Regions from separate parts of the Sus scrofa genome. Here region 2 is linked to region 1. A link is a contact called in public Hi-C data. All regions are on one chromosome and are shown on one strand. The core of a region is the stretch at or near the end of the contact, and the rest is flanking DNA. Distances in the headings are between cores, read along the strand shown. Region 1 holds the start of PLA2G16 (phospholipase A2 group XVI). Region 2 has its middle 29 kb from the start of LGALS12.

Evidence for each region. A called contact is a pair of places that touch in the nucleus more often than the background predicts.
Region 2: a contact with region 1 is called in a Hi-C map of alveolar macrophages, with 2.4 times the contacts expected there. The contact joins the enhancer-like site here to the promoter of PLA2G16 in region 1. A contact is called at or near these places in 16 of 47 Hi-C or Micro-C datasets (adipose tissue, alveolar macrophages, blood and 8 more) and 2 of 2 datasets of contacts at active chromatin or transcription factors (alveolar macrophages and skeletal muscle).

What each region holds. Positions count from the first base shown.
Region 1 is chr2:8,411,824-8,414,940 of Sscrofa11.1, reverse strand. PLA2G16 (phospholipase A2 group XVI) reads right to left here and starts at 1,550. Exons shown (of 5, transcript NM_001244514.1): 1 at 1,474-1,550; 2 at 908-985. The coding sequence starts at 922.
Region 2 is chr2:8,444,677-8,447,793 of Sscrofa11.1, reverse strand. No RefSeq gene overlaps it. Among named protein-coding and RNA genes, the nearest start is that of LGALS12, 29 kb to the left of the region's middle. Within about 2 kb of position 1,448, at least 16 of the 83 cell types and tissues checked have an H3K27ac peak or open chromatin away from gene starts, as enhancers often do. A contact at or near this core is called in adipose tissue, alveolar macrophages, mesenteric adipose tissue and 2 more, where this site is marked.

The DNA of each region.
Region 1 (3,117 bases), core at 301-2,800:
AATACTCTTCATTTCATGATAATTGCCAAACATTTTAGACAAAGGAGAGGGATGTTTTTAAATGACTGCCCCAGGCATTAAATATGCCAGGCACACCCTAATGCCAGGCACACCCTAATGCCAGGCACTGTGTGAAAGCCCTTTGCGTGAATTAAATCATAATCATAATCCCAATGGATTACAGCCGAGCACCTATGCCTGCAAAGTACTGTTCTGAGTACTTCGTGAGTATGTATGTTGTGAGCCACACGGGAAGTCCAAGTACTACCTAAGTGTGCAGTCATATCATTCTCCCTGTGGAGAACAGAGTGGATTTGAAACTTGATCCAGGTGCCACAAGAACACCATGCCAGGGCAATTTACCAGGGCAGTCTACTTCAAAAGTCAGTCTCAGAACCTCTCTGCATCCGGGTCCTGCTAGGTTGAAAGGAAGCACCAGCTAAGCCCCTTTGTGATTTCTGAATCCCAGCACAGGTTAGAAATAGGAAAAGTGAGAGTTTGGAAATTGCTGGCAGGGTGAGTCATGAGGTGCATCCACTGAGACCAGAAAAGGCTGCCTGGTCAGACCCAGGTGCCAGGGCAGCAGGTGCAGCCCTGGGGCCCTGTCCAGGGGTTCTGATCTGACTCAGGAAGGCAGCACAGGACCTTGGTGGAGCAAGTCTCCCCTTGCTGCTTCCCTGCTCCTATAGGTCCTGCCTTTCTGGGGGCTTGTTTCCGGCCTCCAAACCTGCCCACCCAAGTATTCGCTCACTGACCCGCATCTGACACCTGATACCCAGCGGCCAGCAGAGGTGTGGCCCCATATCCGCAAGGACCCTCTCTCTGAAGTGATGACTCGGGCTTTGGGACAATGAGTCGCCACAGAAACACGGCCCCCATCCCTCGCCCACTCCTTCCCCAAACTTACAATCAGGGCGCGCATCTTCTCAGGCGATGTGAGCCCTCTATTTCAGGCTGGAGTTGACTGTATCAGCTGCAGAAATGCCTGTGGCAAGGGGAGCAGGGAATCATTATGTCATTAAGAGGACACAGCGCCTCCAAGACCCCAGGGAACTGTGGCTTTTGGCAGGGAGACCCTGCGCGGTTGGTCTCCGAGAACAACCGCCTCACTCCCTGCTGAGTCCTTCTGGGCCCTCTCCCTGCCCTTGCACTTGGCCGTGAAGGGATGAATCGTTTTTAGGGGGCAGGGAGGTTCACCTGATGCAGGAGAGGCTGGCGGCGCAGGGGTCGAGAGCGCGATCGGTGTCGCCTGTCTAGGTGCGCCGCGTCCCAGAAAGTCAGTGGGGCGACCGGCGCGTCCCGCCCTCCGTCCGGGTGGGCGGGTACCGGGAGGCCGCTGCTCGCAGCTGCTCCCTAACTTGTTTACTCGCGGCGCACCCAACTTCTCCATCCCCCACACAGTCCCGGGCACCCGGGGAGCCACCCCAGGCGTCTCACCCTTCCTTACATGCGTGAATGCAGCCCTCCACCCACCTCGCGGACTTGAGAAGCAGCGCGGCCTCCCCGGCAAAAGGAAACCGGTTAAATGGCCGCAGAGTCCAGGCCAGCGTGAGGTCACCCGGCTCCTCCCAGTGTGACTAATTACAGCCGCGATGAGCTCCCTGCCCCGGCGACAGGGACCGCCTGCTCCGGCTTCTGGGGCAGTCAGGCCAGGATGCCTCCTGTTCCCCCGGACCGTCTCCCCACAGCCTTCCATGCCTGGAGGCGCCCCCGGGACCCTGCTCAGGGCCACCTCGTCCTCGCCTCTTCTACACACGCGCTGCGGCGCGCGCGGCATTCAAGAGAGGGTATACGCATCGCACTGGACTGTAATCAAATATCTCCTCCACTCTAGCCGCGTACACTGTGGTTTAAAACCAAGTTATGTGGAGGTTTTTTCTGGGGTCTGTTGGATAACAAACCAGGAGAGGAAATCGCAGATAAGCGGGGGATTACCGCAGGGTTCCGTCCTACCCGCGGTTTTGGCATCTGCGGGGGCGGAGGGTGCTTTGAAGGTATCCCCGGGGACTTCTGTATATTACATTTTAAAGCTATTTAAAGGCAAGGGCCTAAACAGAAAGTACCGAGTCTTAAGCCTTCAGATATCCCCCAACCCTGGCACAAACCCAGCACACAGTAAGCATTTCATGAATGAATGAATGACCCATCGCAGGCCTTTCCTCTGCACTGGGCTGTGACTCCCCAAGAGTAGAAGCAGCTCCTGTTCATCTCTATAGTCTTGCCACTTCCTGTCAGCACCCAGCTAGGAATCGGGACCGTGGGCCAAATCCTGGCCCTGTCACTTGCAAGCTGCTGGGTCCAGGGCACCCTTCCCTCTCTGAGCCTCAGTTGGTTCATCTGTTTGTCTTTCTAAGGCCACACCTGCAGCATAGGGAAGGTCCCAGGCTAGGGATCAAGTCAGAGCTGCAGCCACAGCGACACTGGATCCAAGTCACATCTGTGACCTATGCTGGAGCTTGTGACAAAGCCGGATCCTTAACCCACTGATCAAGGCCAGGGATTGAACCCAAATCTTCGTGGACACTGTATCCGGTTCTTAAGCCGCCTGAGCCACAATGGGAGCTCCTGTTCATCTGTAAAACGGAATGGTGATAATATTGAACGCCACATGAGATAATATATAAAAATACACTCCCCAAAGGGAGAGTAGCAGATGAAAGGAGGCCCCTACCATGGGAGCTGATGTCTGGCCTGGGGTAAGTCCTCACTCAAGACACCTGAGCCGTTGTTAACAGGAGTGACCCATGCTCATCAACATCACACATTACTCACCAGATTCCTGGCAAGGAGAGTCAGAGGCGATATAAATAAATACCAGAGCTTTATGTGCATTTCTACTCACCCAACAAAATGTGCATATTGAACAAATTACTATCTGGAAGGCAGTCCGAACCCAGGATGGAGAGGTTCAGATCTGAGGAAACAAGACCGATTTCTGCCTCGCTTCTTCCAGTATTGCCCAGATGTCACTGCCTTCACTTTTTTTCTCCCCTGTTGCTCTGCCGGGAAAAACAAGACAAAAAGCCCACTGAGGGGCAAAGATGTCAAGGAAGTGATTTTTACCTTTCATGCAGCTCTCAAAAGAGGAGTTCCCCAGAGGAGCTCCCACTGTGGCTC
Region 2 (3,117 bases), core at 199-2,698, 33 kb before region 1:
TGGAATCGGAGCTGTAGCCACAGCCACAGCAACGTGGGATCCGAGCCTTGTCTGCGACCTACACCACAGCTCACGGCAACGCTGGATCCTTAACCCCCTGAGCAAGGCCAGGGATCGAACCCACAACCTCACAGTTCCTAGTCGGATTCGTTTCCGCTGCGCCATGACAAGAACGCCAAGTCATAGGACTTTATACTAAAAAGAGTAAATTTGACTATTTGTCAATTATTCCTCCATAAGCCTAATTTTTAACTGAATTTGAATACACACACAAACATGCATACATGTGTAACACACACCTGCGGAACAGCTGTTGTAATGGTTATATAACATGCCATCACATGCAAGTTATCTCTCTTATTTGGCAGTTCCCTGCTATTGAGTGGTTTCCAGGGTTTGGACATTTTCTTTATTTTTTTCTTTCTTTTTTTTATATTTTTTTTTTACAGCCACACCTGTAGCACATGGAAGTTCCTGGGCTATGTGTCAAATGGAAGCTTCAGCTGAAGCTTACGACACAGCCACAGCATATCCAAGCTGCATCCACAACCTATACCACAGGTTGCAGTAATACCGGATCCTTCACTCACTGAGCAAGGCCAGGGATCAAACCCGCATCCTCATGGATACTAGTCAGGTTGTTAACCCGCTGAGCCACAACGGGAACTCCTTGGGCATTTTCTTCAATGCCATGATGCTCCAGAAGGAAAGGGGGCCTGGTTCAGCACCTGGCCAAGCCATGCACCAGGGCCTCCCCCACATACTACCTCAATCCATCCCTCCACCCCCGGGAGGTAGGTTCTTACCTCCTCTGCAGAGGGTGGAGCCAAACTTAGCAAGGTCAGGTCACCTGTGCAAGTCACACGGTCAGTAAGGAGAAGACTCAAGATTCCAAACTGGGAGTTCCCATCGTGGCTCAGTAGTTAACAAACCCAACTTGCATCCATGTGGATGCAGGTTGGATCCCTGGCCTCGCTCAGTGGGTTAAGGATCCAGCGTTGCCGTGAGCTGTGGTATAGGCCGACAGCTGCACCTTGAATTTGACCCCTCGCCTGGGAACCTCCATATGCCGCAGGTTCGGCCCTAAAAAGACAAAAGCAAAAAAAAAAAAAAAAAAAGATTCCAAACTGATTCTGTCTAGTTGGGGGGCGCACACTCCTTTCCTCACGTTGTGCAGCCAGCTGTAAACTGTTTGAAGGAAGGCGCGGCCTCTCACCCTCCTGTGTCCTTTCAGGCCAATGAATACATGGGAGGTTGGACCCATGAAGGGACGCCTCCCCAGTACAGTGGGTTGGCTGGAACTGAACCCCACTCTCCAGTGGAATAAAGGTCAACAGTCTCTCCCCTCACTGCTCACGAAGACTAGCCTGGTCCGTACCCTGCAGGGAGAGCATAAGACATTCAGCAAATGCTGTCGAGTGCCCGTGCCAGGCGCTGAAGTGAGAACAAGCACATGATTGTGCAACTGTGGACACTCTCCGCCTCAACCCTGGTACGCCCACAGAGCACCAGCCTTACACACAGCCCTTTCCCACGTAGAAGGCCCAGTGCTCCCAGCCCAAGGGAGGAAGCTCAGTAAGGGCTCTGAGTCTTACTCTTGGTTCGGCCTGGGACAGAAAAACCAGAGACAGGCAGAGGGGGGCCCTCGTTGGGGAACATTCTAGAACCTGACCTACAAGGAGCCCCAGCCCAGTCCCCAGGCTCCCTCTGTTCATCACCTGCAGGAAGCAGAGAGGAGGGAGCTCTCCTTGCCCAGTAAAGCCCCTCTCTTTACTGGGGTGGCCAGGCTGGCGATGAGCTCTTCAGGGGACAAAGAAGAGAAGGAGAGGGTGTCCAGGAGACGGTGTGGTTGGGTGTGCAGCACGAGAGTGAGTCAGAACCATGTACATAAGCTGGGTGTGAGCACATTTTAGCATGGCGGGTGTGTGGGTCAGCAAGTGAGTCTCTGACTAAAATGCCTCCTCAAGGACCACCTGCCTCGTACCAGGCCCGAGGGATTCTTGTGAGTGATGGAGCTCTGACTTACAGAGCCCAACGTGCCAGACAAGGTGCTCAACACTTGACCCAGCGTATCCACTGGTTACTCACTCCACTGAGTAAGGACTGTCACGATCCCACTTGACGGATGAGAAGACTGAGTCTCAGGGAGGTTAAGCGACTTGCCACAGATCCTTATCTAGTGAGTAGAAGAGCAAGACTGGAACCTAAGTCTGAGGCCAGTGTTATGCCCCCCAGGATCCCAGAACATCCCAGGCAATCCCGGGGCCTCTCAAGCCTGGGCCGGGGATCCTGGGGTGAGGTTGGAGTCGGCAACAGGGCAACGCCTTTCTGGAGTTTGCGGGAAGAGGAGGTATGTTGCCCTGGTTACAATCAGAATGTGAGATAAGCCCTGGCCCAAGAGTTCTATTTCAGGAACACTCTGAGAACAGCCAGCATCCCATCTTCTCCTGACTCAGCTGAGCCAGCCACACCCTCGACCAGGGGGTTGAGCTGCTGTGGGGGCAGAGAGGCTGCCAGCCGACTGGATGTCTAGTGGGGAAAAGGTGGTTGAGAATACAGCCTTTGACTACAGGAGTCAAGATTCAACTTGGCCAGGAGTTCCCGTTGTGGCTCAGAAGGTTATGAACCCGACATAGTGTCCGTTAGGGTGCGGGTTCAATCCCCCACCTCACTCAGTGGATTAAGGATCCAGCGTTGCCGCCAGCTGCAGTGTAGGTCACAGATGTGGCTTGGATCTGGCTTTGTGGTGGCTGTGGCTCTGATTCAACCCCTAGCCACAGCCACAGCAACACCAAATCTGAGCCACATCTGCAACCTACACCACAGCTCACAGCAACCCCAGATCCTTAACCCACTAAGCAAGGCCAGGGATCGAACCCACATCCTCATGGATACCAGTTGGGTTCATAACCCTTGGAGCCACAATGGGAACTCCCTGTGGAGCATTTTCTAATACCAGCAACCAATTCTCTGACTTGCCAGACAACTAAATGGGTGTTCAACAACCTCAGAGCTTAAGCGCTCCGTTCCCCAAGTCTGCCATCCCCTCTACTTCAGAATCTTTCGCCATTTACCAGTCCCAGGCCACCTGTATTTCTGTCAAAGAGCTAAAAATCA